2 separate regions of the Zea mays genome follow, and region 2 is linked to region 1. A link is a contact called in public ChIA-PET data. All regions are on one chromosome and are shown on one strand. Each heading gives the region's core, a stretch centred on a gene start, on an enhancer-like site or on the middle of the called end of the contact. The rest is flanking DNA. Distances are from core to core; before and after follow the strand shown.

What was found. ChIA-PET counts read pairs in DNA pulled down with a chosen protein or histone mark.
Region 2: a contact with region 1 is called in an RNA polymerase II ChIA-PET map of seedling, with 5 times the contacts expected there. The contact joins the promoter of LOC103635715 here to the promoter of LOC100274569 in region 1. A contact is called at or near these places in 6 of 25 Hi-C or Micro-C datasets (bundle sheath, ear, leaf and 1 more) and 2 of 3 datasets of contacts at active chromatin or transcription factors (leaf and seedling).

The regions. Positions count from the first base shown.
Region 1 is chr8:113,345,509-113,351,438 of Zm-B73-REFERENCE-NAM-5.0, forward strand. It overlaps LOC100274569, which reads right to left and starts at 4,244. Exons shown (of 5, transcript NM_001358397.1): 1 at 3,817-4,244; 2 at 2,818-3,050; 3 at 2,074-2,173; 4 at 1,593-1,684; 5 at 725-1,075. The coding sequence starts at 4,124. The coding sequence ends at 1,038.
Region 2 is chr8:113,475,222-113,480,371 of Zm-B73-REFERENCE-NAM-5.0, forward strand. It overlaps LOC103635715 (ER membrane protein complex subunit 1-like), which reads right to left and starts at 3,746. Exons shown (of 12, transcript NM_001346638.1): 1 at 3,580-3,746; 2 at 2,211-2,338; 3 at 2,049-2,111; 4 at 560-681; 5 at 336-451; 6 at 1-258. The coding sequence starts at 3,695.

The DNA.
Region 1 (5,930 bases), core at 2,994-5,493:
GCTGGCCCCACTCGCGCGCACGGCGGGGGCAGTCGCACCCCTTGTTCGCTCGGGCAGGGTGGGCGACGCGCGCTGACACTGACACACGGGCCTCGGCGCCTCGCCTCTCGCCGTGACCCGCGGACAGTGACCCAGTGCAGCAGCTCGTATCGGTAGCAAGCAGCGGTCTCACGACTATCACTCACCTCGTCGCGAGTCCGTCTCGCGTGGGGAGTGGGGACGCGGATGGTGGGTCCGTGCGTTGCATCCATGCTCCATCATTATGTCCTAAAGCCCACCGTAGGGCCCAGTGCCCACGCTCATAATTTCATTTCTACCGCACCTTTTTTCCCCTTCATTATTTCTCTTTGGACTGGAAAAGACAAAAAAAAAAATATGATATGGGTCTGAAGTCTGAACAAGGAGCATGCTGTCCTGTCCTAGGACGAAAGCATGCACAAACAGGTAGGTTATCAGCTAGTGAGACCCATTCTTTTAATTGCCTCCCGGCAGAATATCAGCTTCGTCTGTTCTGTTTCACACGCTGGGACTTGTCATTGGAATATCCTCTCCCCAGAGCACAAACAGCACAGCACCGGCAGAAACGAGGCAAGGAAGTTCAAGAACAGAACCAGCATCTCAAGCGTCTTCTCCACCACATGCACACCACCAACTAACAGGCACCACCACCACGAAAGGAGTAGGCAGTAAAGCCCGATTCCAAGGGATCATATGACATCGCCATCTCTCTTCAAATCATAGTATTATAGGGGAGCTCAATCGTAGTAACAGCAGCAGGCAGCAGCAGCACACGATGCACCAAACCATTTACATGAATAGCACTCGTACCCCCCCCAAGGCTTAATTAACAACAATTAATCGAATAGCGTGTTTTGTCCATAGACGATGTACCAAGCCATTCTAGTGCAGACCATAAGCCAGAATTCTTCTCACAAGTCATAGCTGTTAGTAGACTTTTTCGGTTTTCGTACAGATCCCTACAAGTCACTGCATCTCCTCCCTCGTACCGGACTGTGTAAGGATAGGAAGCCACCGTTCTAGTTGCGGTTCTTGGACTTATCGGCTGCCCTTGGAGCTGCAAAAGGGGGCAAAAAAAAAGAGAGACAAATTATCCAGAGCGGAGCCTATTAGATCAACTCTGGAGATGAATTAGGATACCCTGGTATGGTAGCAAGCGACAACAAAATTCCCGATTTCAACATTTAACTACTAGTTTGACGCTTACGGTATACACTTGATACACGGTTTTCCACTATTATTACGTGTGTGCACTCCTAACTGACCAATGACATCCTTGGTTGCAGTGTTGATAACAGTACTAATCTGGAAGCTAGGCATCCCACGCTTCTGATTTCGGACCGAATATTTTGATTGCTATGCACAAGAAAATGGCAAATGGATTACCCAAGAGAACTACCACCAGTGATGCAGCCATGCAGGGACCAGGACCATGGGACAGGAACTCCTTAACAAAAATTGTATCATGTACAACCGACAATAGAACGTACTTCGATCCCACCGTTTCCACCAAACAACCAAGACAACATGATTAGCGCGACGATACACTAGACATAACAGGAGCACAAACATACCGAGTCCAATCGCATCTGAGCCTTTCATGATCCTGAGCCTGCGGCAGGAGCCGGCGAACATCCTACAATTGGAGCGAAAGACGATGTGGCAGCTAAACATGTATTTAGTTGAGAAAAAAAATGAGCCACGAAACCTAAGGGCATGTACAACCTAGACACTGTTGCACGGTACTCCAAGTATAAGACACACCTAAAACACAACATAATACAGTGGACGTGTCTAAAACATGTGTCTTACCATATTAATTGTACCAATCAGAGCATTCAATAAATTAAAGTGACCAATCAGCTAGTCTCATGTCTCGAACATAGAGCTAAGACACTGTGTCTTCGTCAAGATACATATCTTGAGTTTTTTTACATTCACCCCCCTAAACACACTCGAAGACATAACTCAAGACACCCACTGTACATGCCCTAATCGGTGATTAATTTAGTTCCAATTCCATTGTTTTAATTAAGACAGATGGGTGTAACTCACTCCCATGGTACGTCGCCGACAAGCATCCAATCTCCATCCTTGTCCTCGTAAGTCAGAACATATTCACCATCCTTGCGGTACTCAGATGAGCCGTCCTTGCCTGATATGGCATTACACCCATATACTAACATGTAAGACCAATAAAAAGGAAAACAGAACAGAAGAGAACCTCCTCTTGTACTAAAATTTCTACTGAAGGGATTTGGGCCTGATTTTCATTCCCACGATTCTAAAGAGGTGGTGAAAACTAATGAGATATTACATATATAAATACAGGACCACAGATCTCCACAAATTTCAGAAATATATAGGGGATGTCACTCTCATAGTGATTAGTAGCTTTCTATGGAATAATACCCAGGACTCGAAGATATCATCGAATAATCATAAAGATGGAGCCAAAACTTATTTTGCCTTACAGGAAACAACATCTTTCTAAGAGAGACTTGATACGGATGCAATAACTGAACAATCACCAGGGTATTTGTTTTGGGAGGAATAAAAAGTTCACCCAAAAATTAACAAAACAAGGGGTGCCAGATTGTTTGTAATCTTACAATTACTCAAAATATAACGGGGTAAGTTCAAGCTATTGCTTATCCTAGGAATCAAGTAGGAGTATGCTGCTTTTTAAAGGCTTCTTGATGTACTTCTAACACCATCCACATCAAAACGAAACATAATTACTCACTGACGCGCCATCCGAAAGAGAGAGAGAGAGAGAGTAACCCCGAGACATCTCACCAGTACTGAAGCCACTGAACATCTTCTCAAGCGCGGTCGACAGGTCCTTGTAGTTCTTGTAAGTCTTGAGGTCGATCTTCCTGAGGTACGGCGCGCCATCCATGCTGACCTTGACGTACAGGAACCCCTGACCCTGCTTGGCATCACCATCCTCCTTGCTGCCCTCCAGCTGGGTGGTAGTCATCGTGTTCTTGCGGTAGTTGCAGACTGGTGGCCATCCCACCACCTGTGCTCTGCACAACGCAACACACCTGAGCTCAATAGTCTTTACCAAACACGACGAAGAGGTAGATCAGGAGATGCTCTACTGGTAACAAAATAAAAAAGAAACGAATTCTGGCGAACTTTGGGATGAAAGTTACAGAATTTGAGCAAGATAATGACGGATCAAAATGTTTTGTACAAAATACAACAAAAACAAAGCAGGGAGAGCAGAGAAGAAGATGAGAAGAGCTTGAGCAAGCAAGAAAAAGTGAAAAACAAAGCAAGGATTCTGAAAGATAAATTGAAAGAGCGCATTTTCGAAAGTAGAGAATTTGGAGGAAAAGTGGGAATTTAAAAAGAACACCACAAAGCTGCAACTTTAGTTTCCCTCCTCTAGGCCCCAAGATAAACTGAAATTCCCACCCAAAGAAGAGTACACAAATCGAAAATATCACGCCAACAGAGATCCCTCTGACATGCAATTCAGTCCCCTTTTCAACTCCTCCTACTCTTTTGTTTCCCTGAAAAGCACAGAATTTCCAAAGATAATTTTCTGTTATAGAACCTGCAAATGTCATAAACTCAAAAGGCCCAGCAAGATTTCCCAAATAGCAGAGAACTTGCACCCAAAGACCCCCCAACAAAGGGGCAACAATCACAAACAATTTGCAAACCACTAGTGGCCGCAGTCCCAAGAACGGCAGATGAACGCGCTGGCAGCGCAAAGCCCCAAGCCTTCCCCTTTTTTCGTTTGAGGCGGCAAAACCCCAAGATCCACTTCCACATTCGACCTACTTGGCGGCCGGCTGCGGGGTCGCTGCCACCTTCTTCTCGTCGTACTCCTCTTCTGCCACCTTCTTTCCCTTTCCGGCAGTGGCAACAGGCGATGGCGGGGGCGCCTCGTCAGAAAACCCGCGCTTGGCGCCCTTGGCCGGGAGCAGGTCCAGGGTGGTCGCGGTGGCAGCCACGACACGGCGGTCCGGCGACCCGGACCCTGGCAGCCCGAGGCGGAGCTCAGTACCCTTCAGTTCGTCGTTTTCAGCGGCGGCGGCTGCCGCCGGCGGCGAGAGGCCTATGTAGTCGAGCTCGAGTGGAGGCGACATGGGGAGCAGCAGGACATGAACCAGAGGGTGGGGGACGTGAGAGGTGGCTGTTAGTTCGTGTGCCGTTTGCGTGGGTAGGCGGAAGGGGTGAGAGTGGGAGCCTGGGAGTGGGAAGGGAAGGGAAGGGGAAAGAGTGCGAGTCGGAGCCGGAGCGAAGAGTGATTTGTTTGAAGGGTGATCAGGTGAAGCTTCCCTGGGTCGAGCTGGGTTGGTTACACTTGGCTTATACTAAAATCCGTGGATGTGCGGAGTAATACATACCAGATCAAATTAGTTCAATTTTAACCGAAGTTTTATAGTAATTTATATCAACATTTATATTTTTAATTAGATGTGCCACAATAAATCAACTCATGGATACTTATTTTGTACCATAGATATTAGTATATTTCTAGGCATATTTCTATATAATGTTTGGTCAAACTATAAATCATTTGATTTTTCATTTTTTTTTGCAGATAGAAGCAGTAGATACATTTGAGCTTTGATAACTAATAACAATAACTGTAAACTAATAATTTTATAAAATACATGAAAGATTAAGTGGTAGAAGTGAGCTACATGAAGGCCATGAAGATAAGATGACATAGACTATATGATGCAAAACCTCAACACGCTGAAAATGGAGATGAAGGATGGAAGAAAAAATAAAGACGTTGCATATCCACGTTTTTTTATCTTTTATCGGCCATGAGTGTTCTGTGGAGTAAGGTGGTTTGATTAAACTGAGATAAAATTATATAATGAAGTTTAGTCTAAAACGAATTATATTTTGGGATGGAGGGAGTAGAAATATTGGTCTCACAAGTGACACTAGATAACTTGATTTGTAATCATATGACATTGGGAAAGGTCCCATGTAGCTGATGACCTAGACATCAAAGAGCTCAATTTGAAAATATTATCATGAGTGACACTAGATAACTATAAATGATTTTGTCTAAAATGATATCCTCTCAATTTTATCTCTCTAATGGTCATTTTGAGTGAACTTTGTAGAAACCATTATCATGAGTTTAAATTTAAAAATCCCCTCCCTTCTCTGTTGTTGACATCCTAGGCTTGCCTGACATTCGGCATGCGCCCACTCCCTTTCTCCCTATGTCGCTCGCTCCAAGGACCCGCCCATTCGCCCATTAGCCGCATGGAGCACCATTGCTATCACACTGGCTCGCTCATCATTGAGTGTGTGCCTCTTCCAGCTCCCCTCCCCTTCCTTCAATTGGCCACTTGCGACATCATCCATCAAATGCTTGCTACCATTGTGGATACCATGCTAGTGGCCACAACAGAATGTCGACTGTGCCCCTGCTTCCTCTCATCCATTTAAGATACTATCAGCCCTCGCAAACCCTAGCCCTAACTCTATCCTCCACTACCTCATTATTGTCATTGGAGTTCTCTCTCGTTGGCAGCAATTTGCCCTCCCCACCACCCCTCTCTTTGATTTGTCGCTTGCCGAGCTTCCTCTTATTATCCTCGTCCTTCCTTTGTAGTTATGTCCTCTTCTCTCCACTGACCATGCCACTGCCATCATTCTTGTTCGCCTCCGAGCTCCTCTTCATCATCGACTATCTTCTAGCCTTTCTTCTCTCGATCCATCGCTTGGGTGAGCTTCTGTAGCATCCCAAAAATTCAAATCTTGAAAATTTCTCAAACTCGCTCTAAATTCAAAATGAATTTCAAATTTCATTTCAAAATATTTGTTTGCGAGTTGATATCAACAAATAAAATATAGTGGTCTATATTCTCTCCAAAATCCTCCTCAAAATATCCTACAGATATTTCCCTAGTGATCTCCTTTAA
Region 2 (5,150 bases), core at 2,496-4,995, 130 kb after region 1:
TTGTTGTAGCTAATTCTCTCACCCTTGAATTCAATAAGTAACAGACTTGATCTGGCCTTATCTAATGCTACAAACACATTATCAGAACCAAGTACTGTTTTACCACATAATCCACCAGGGAATGACTCTTGGATATCTTTTAGTATCTCTCCAGTTTTAGCACTCAAGTGATACAAAGCTAGCTTCGAGGAACCAGCAAGTCCTAAAGCATACACAACATCATTTTCAGGTGATTGGAGAATCCGCTTGATTTCCAAGCTGCAAGGTTGTTAGAGTTAGGTTTGAATCATATTTCCAACACCCTGAACAAGACAACAGAGAAGAATAATACATACTCATCAAGAGAAAACTCCTTTTCCCATGAAATTGCCCCATCAATGCTTGATACAGCATAAATCCATCGCCCAGCTGAAACTAAAACTAAGTTGTCCCTGGCCGCTTTATTGTTTGACTGTAACGAATAAAGGCTCATCACTCAAGAGAAGTGCTATAGGAAACATCAATTGCATTATCAACGTCAAATTTCTCAGAAAATAAAAAATGCACTCTGCGCACAGACCATAACATGCAACTGTGAGTTCGATGCTGTGGAAGTTCGAAGGTTAGTTTCCCAGATCATCAGTCCATCTGGAAGATTCCATGCCCTTAATATAGTTCCCCCCGAAGAAAGAGTTAGAACATCTGAGGACATGCCAAAAAATAGATTGTCATTAACATATGCAGAAAAAATCAACAAAAAGGTGTCACCGAAATAAGCAAATCTTAAAAATCATAACCCCTTTCATAATCAGTGTTGTTAGTTATAACAGAATCACGTGTATATGATGACATATTGGTTGTTCATACCAACAGTTACGTAATCAGCCAGTATCCAATAGTGGAAGAATAGAGTTTTAGTTTTCATCAATCATGTTTATAATATATATTTACCATAAATAAATTTTATTCTCATATACCAAAAAAGAAAGGAATAGAATAATCTTGAACCACTAAGGTCCAAATTGTAGATATTGCTTCGTAAGCTACTAATAACCATGCATACTAGAGTGATATCCTGTACAGATCAAACTTGCAAGTGTCTCTCACATATCTCATTTGGGTAATTGATAGCAAGACCACAAATTTGCCACTTCATGTTCCCTATCAATATGCAACTAACATTGTTGCATGCATATACTAGTGATATCTCATTTCATTCTGTAGTATGAAAGTTTCAAATTAATTTCAGGACAAACTGGCAGTAATCAGTCAGCTCTGTGATATCATAGTCCAGGATCCAACACTGAAATGCTTACCAAAGTCTAATCAAAATATATTTCATATGCACCCAAAGACTAATCCTTTTACCTTAAGAAATGCATTTTTCTATAGCTGAAAACCAGTTTTTTTTAATTGAGTCTTGAAAGCACGCTAACATGTGGCTAAACATGAAATGGATTTTCAGGATGTTACCCAGAAAAACTTTGAATGTTCTACAATGCTAGTTATTTAATAATGTTGAAAACTTGAAATGTTTAGCAGTTTAAGTAGACCAGTCCTAACAGATGTGAGATTAATCCCAACAGGTTGAAGTAACAAAGGGAGATGACTAAACAATATGAGAGTAAAAGAGCTCACAAGATAAAAAAACTATATCTCATTAATCTGAAAGAAATAATCCTGAAAACATGTGTACTCAAATACAACTTCTCATGAGTTGGACCACTAAAGGCAAGGGTTGATAAAGCCCCCCTTCACCAGTGACCAGTCCAGACTCAAAGAGTCAAAGGCTGGCACAAACATAGTAAGAAAAAATCAAGGCAGGGACCTGGTTCTCAAATAGTCGAATCATTGGCCTTACTTACAGGTAAGAAATGGGTACAAAAAAATATAGTTTCAAATGAAGAAAAACAAGTTATTTGGAGGTTAAAGCTAGCAAGACTGGATGCCAAGCTAAGAAGGAATCCCATCAGGAGTGGAAGAAACATAATAGAATGAAATAAACAGACAGCATTAATAGAGCAATTTTCTCAAGGGCATCTCCAACAGGAAACAAAGATTCGACTCACATTTTCCAAGTGATAGACCAAGCTGATCCAAGGGGTCATTCTTGTCAATGACATGTCGCCAGACTGCACCACATAAAATACAGAGATATTAAGGACAAAAAAGTGAGTAAAATGTAAGAAACTGCACTCTCGATTTGCTAATCTGTAAATATGAAAGCTCACATATATCTCCAGAACGTAGATCAAGAGACGAGATCACATTTTCCTCTGTCAAGACCACAACTCGTCTCCTTCCACTCTTCTGGCTGTGGTAAACTGCTTGCTTTACTTTGCCAATGTACTTCTGATGCCTGTGAAGAACATCAACATATTAAAATGGTGCTGTTGGATTACTCCAAATGACTGCATGTAGGTAGGTACAACTCAATTGATGTTAAGAGGTGCAGCAGCTAGCAATAACAGATTGCCTGATTCCATATCAAAATAGCGAACTCCACAGCAGTTTACCAAAGATTGATTTTCTCATACATAGAACTAACACAACACGGCAGGACACATCATGAAACAAAGATAGGCTTCTTAATGGGTTAGCACAGCTTGTGAGCAATTGAAGAGTAGATGTCAAGGCAGCCACAAACCTTATTAAGAGAGGGGGAATCATGGAGACTGAAGCAATTCAGCAAATCAGATAATGACATGTTGTGATGTATTCTCAGACTTCAGGTGGATAATAACAGGATAACTACTGTACAACGAGGTACAAGCTGGCACAGCCTAAATACTAGAGGTTTTAAGGAGTTCGAGGATTCAAGGAAGAACAAGGGAGACCATGAACTGAGAGGAAGGCATTTACGAAAAAAGAGAAATGCATTCTTCCATCGTGATAATTATTAAGAAATTTTATCTCTAAAGTAAGAAACTTAAATCCGATACACTAAATATATTTAGAAGAAAATATACAAAAGTAATACATTAACTAAAGGTAAAGTTTAAGTCCTAATTTAATCTTAATTATCTTATGCAATACATGAACCAAGAATTGACTACTTGCACTGCATGCATACATAGGTGAACCATGTTGCGATACTCAGACTGGACTAATCAGAAGCCATACTTGCCAAAAGGGACTCCACATCGAACATGGAATGCAGTTCACTAATATCCATGGTACAAAACATAACCTTAGACCTCATCCATAAAACACAAACTAACTCTAGCTCCTGCAGACTGCGCTTTATTTCAATGATGAAGCACATGCCCATCCATCTGTATACTCGCTAAATAGCTAAAAAAACAGAGAATTTCGAACTAGGATGCAATCACTGCATAGTCGCTAAATAGCTAAAAGAACTTTTCTACCAGCACGACAGGACTAATGCACAACACCCACCGCTACTACTGCAGAATTCAGTTGTACGCTCGTAAAACCACACCCTGATTCGGTGAAACCTAACAAATCTGTAGTAACACCGCACACAGCTCCTCACAACACAACCCTAATAGTGATCTCAACTAGGAGCTCGAAGTCCCGATACGTCGCGCTGGCCTTAAGCTAAGGGCAGATCGGATCTAGGCGAGCGAGTTGACGTACCAGTCCGCGAGGCCGACCTGGTCCTCGTAGATGGCTGTGGTGAGGGCAACAAGGGAGGCGAAGACTAGGAGCCCGGAGAGAAGGACAAGGAGGGAGCGGCGCGGTGGCGCCGCCATCGCGGCGGAGAAGCGGGGCACGGAGTCGAGCTCCGATCTGACGGCGGCGGAGGGAAGCGTCGTTTACTGTTTGGTGTTGGGGCGAGTCACCGAGGAGTTTATTTGGGACTTGGAAGTTATGCTGGGGCGGGTTCCAGAGCGGGCCCACGTGATGGCTCGACCAACTCGTGCCGGGGATCCGGTCATCCGGGTGCCCTCGGGACGAGATCTCAACGAGCACTTCGATTTCGGGCCAATCGTGTTGTCTTTATAGTAATCGAAATCGAAATCGAAATGAAAGTTAACTTCAAATCTGTTATTGGCCGAAGTTATTTGATCAAACAAAAAAGGTTAGGTCAAAACAAAGGAAGGGTGAAATAAAATTTTTGTTAGACATACTCTCTCGAGAGAAAGATTGCAAGACCTTTCGTATGTATCGTTGATAGCTAAATGTCTCATACACGGTTTCTATACTATCTACTCCCTCCGTCCACGTAAAAGTGTCGATTTAGCCCTTTCAACTTGTCCACGTAAAAACGACGCTTCACCGTTCTCACAGCCGTATCTTTCCCGAACCATCGATCTTCATTTTTCTCTATCGTCGCTTCGTTCCCCACCCGCGGTCTCCTCGTTCACACGGCCTCGCCCCCGATAAAATCCATGGTCGGCGCCCAGATCCATGCCTCCCCCTCGCAGTCTGCCGACCCCGCATGTGGCTCCCTACCTCCGACCACCTCGTCGTCGCCGATGGAGCCAGTTCAGCGGTCCCCCTCGTCAAGCTCGGAGTCAGACCCGACTTGGAAGTGGCGCTCGCCGGCGGCGCAGACGGCACGGGCTGCAAGGGCTCCACAGGTTGCGCAAGGACGCTCTGCTAGCCACCGCACTGGTTCGCGCATCCGCCATCACTCGTACGTCCGGCCAAGCTTTACTTGTCGGCGAAGGGGAGCGATTCTGGCAAGGTCAGACGACGAAGACGAAGTTGACGGTCCAACTAAGAACAAGGCCACCGGCAAGAACGAAGAGAAGGTGAAGGAAGAGGCTGAGATACAGAAGAAAGGGGGCGAGATGCAGAAGGAAGGGGACAAGATCCAGGAGGAAGGGGACTAGATCCAGAAGGAAGGGGACGAGATCCAGAAGGTTTCTCCATGAAATTTGTAAGGTGCTGCAATGAAATTGTTAATACAACTGGTATTCAGTTTGGTTGTCCTTGATTGTTCAAAGTCTGCAGCACAAGTTCATACACCTCACGTGGACATTCTAATGTCTTTGGCAACATGTTCATAGCCTCTAATTTGTCTTTGTTCATGTGTGGCACTTTGTAGCGATTCCCACCCCTTTCTTTCATAACCTCAATCATGCACGACTGTAGTGTCAAGAAAACCCTTCGAAGAGTGTTTGGGTTGTAATCTTCATACTATGTCTCGACATTTTGTATCAATTCATCGATGTTTCTGTCGGTGTTTTGGGTCCGACCGC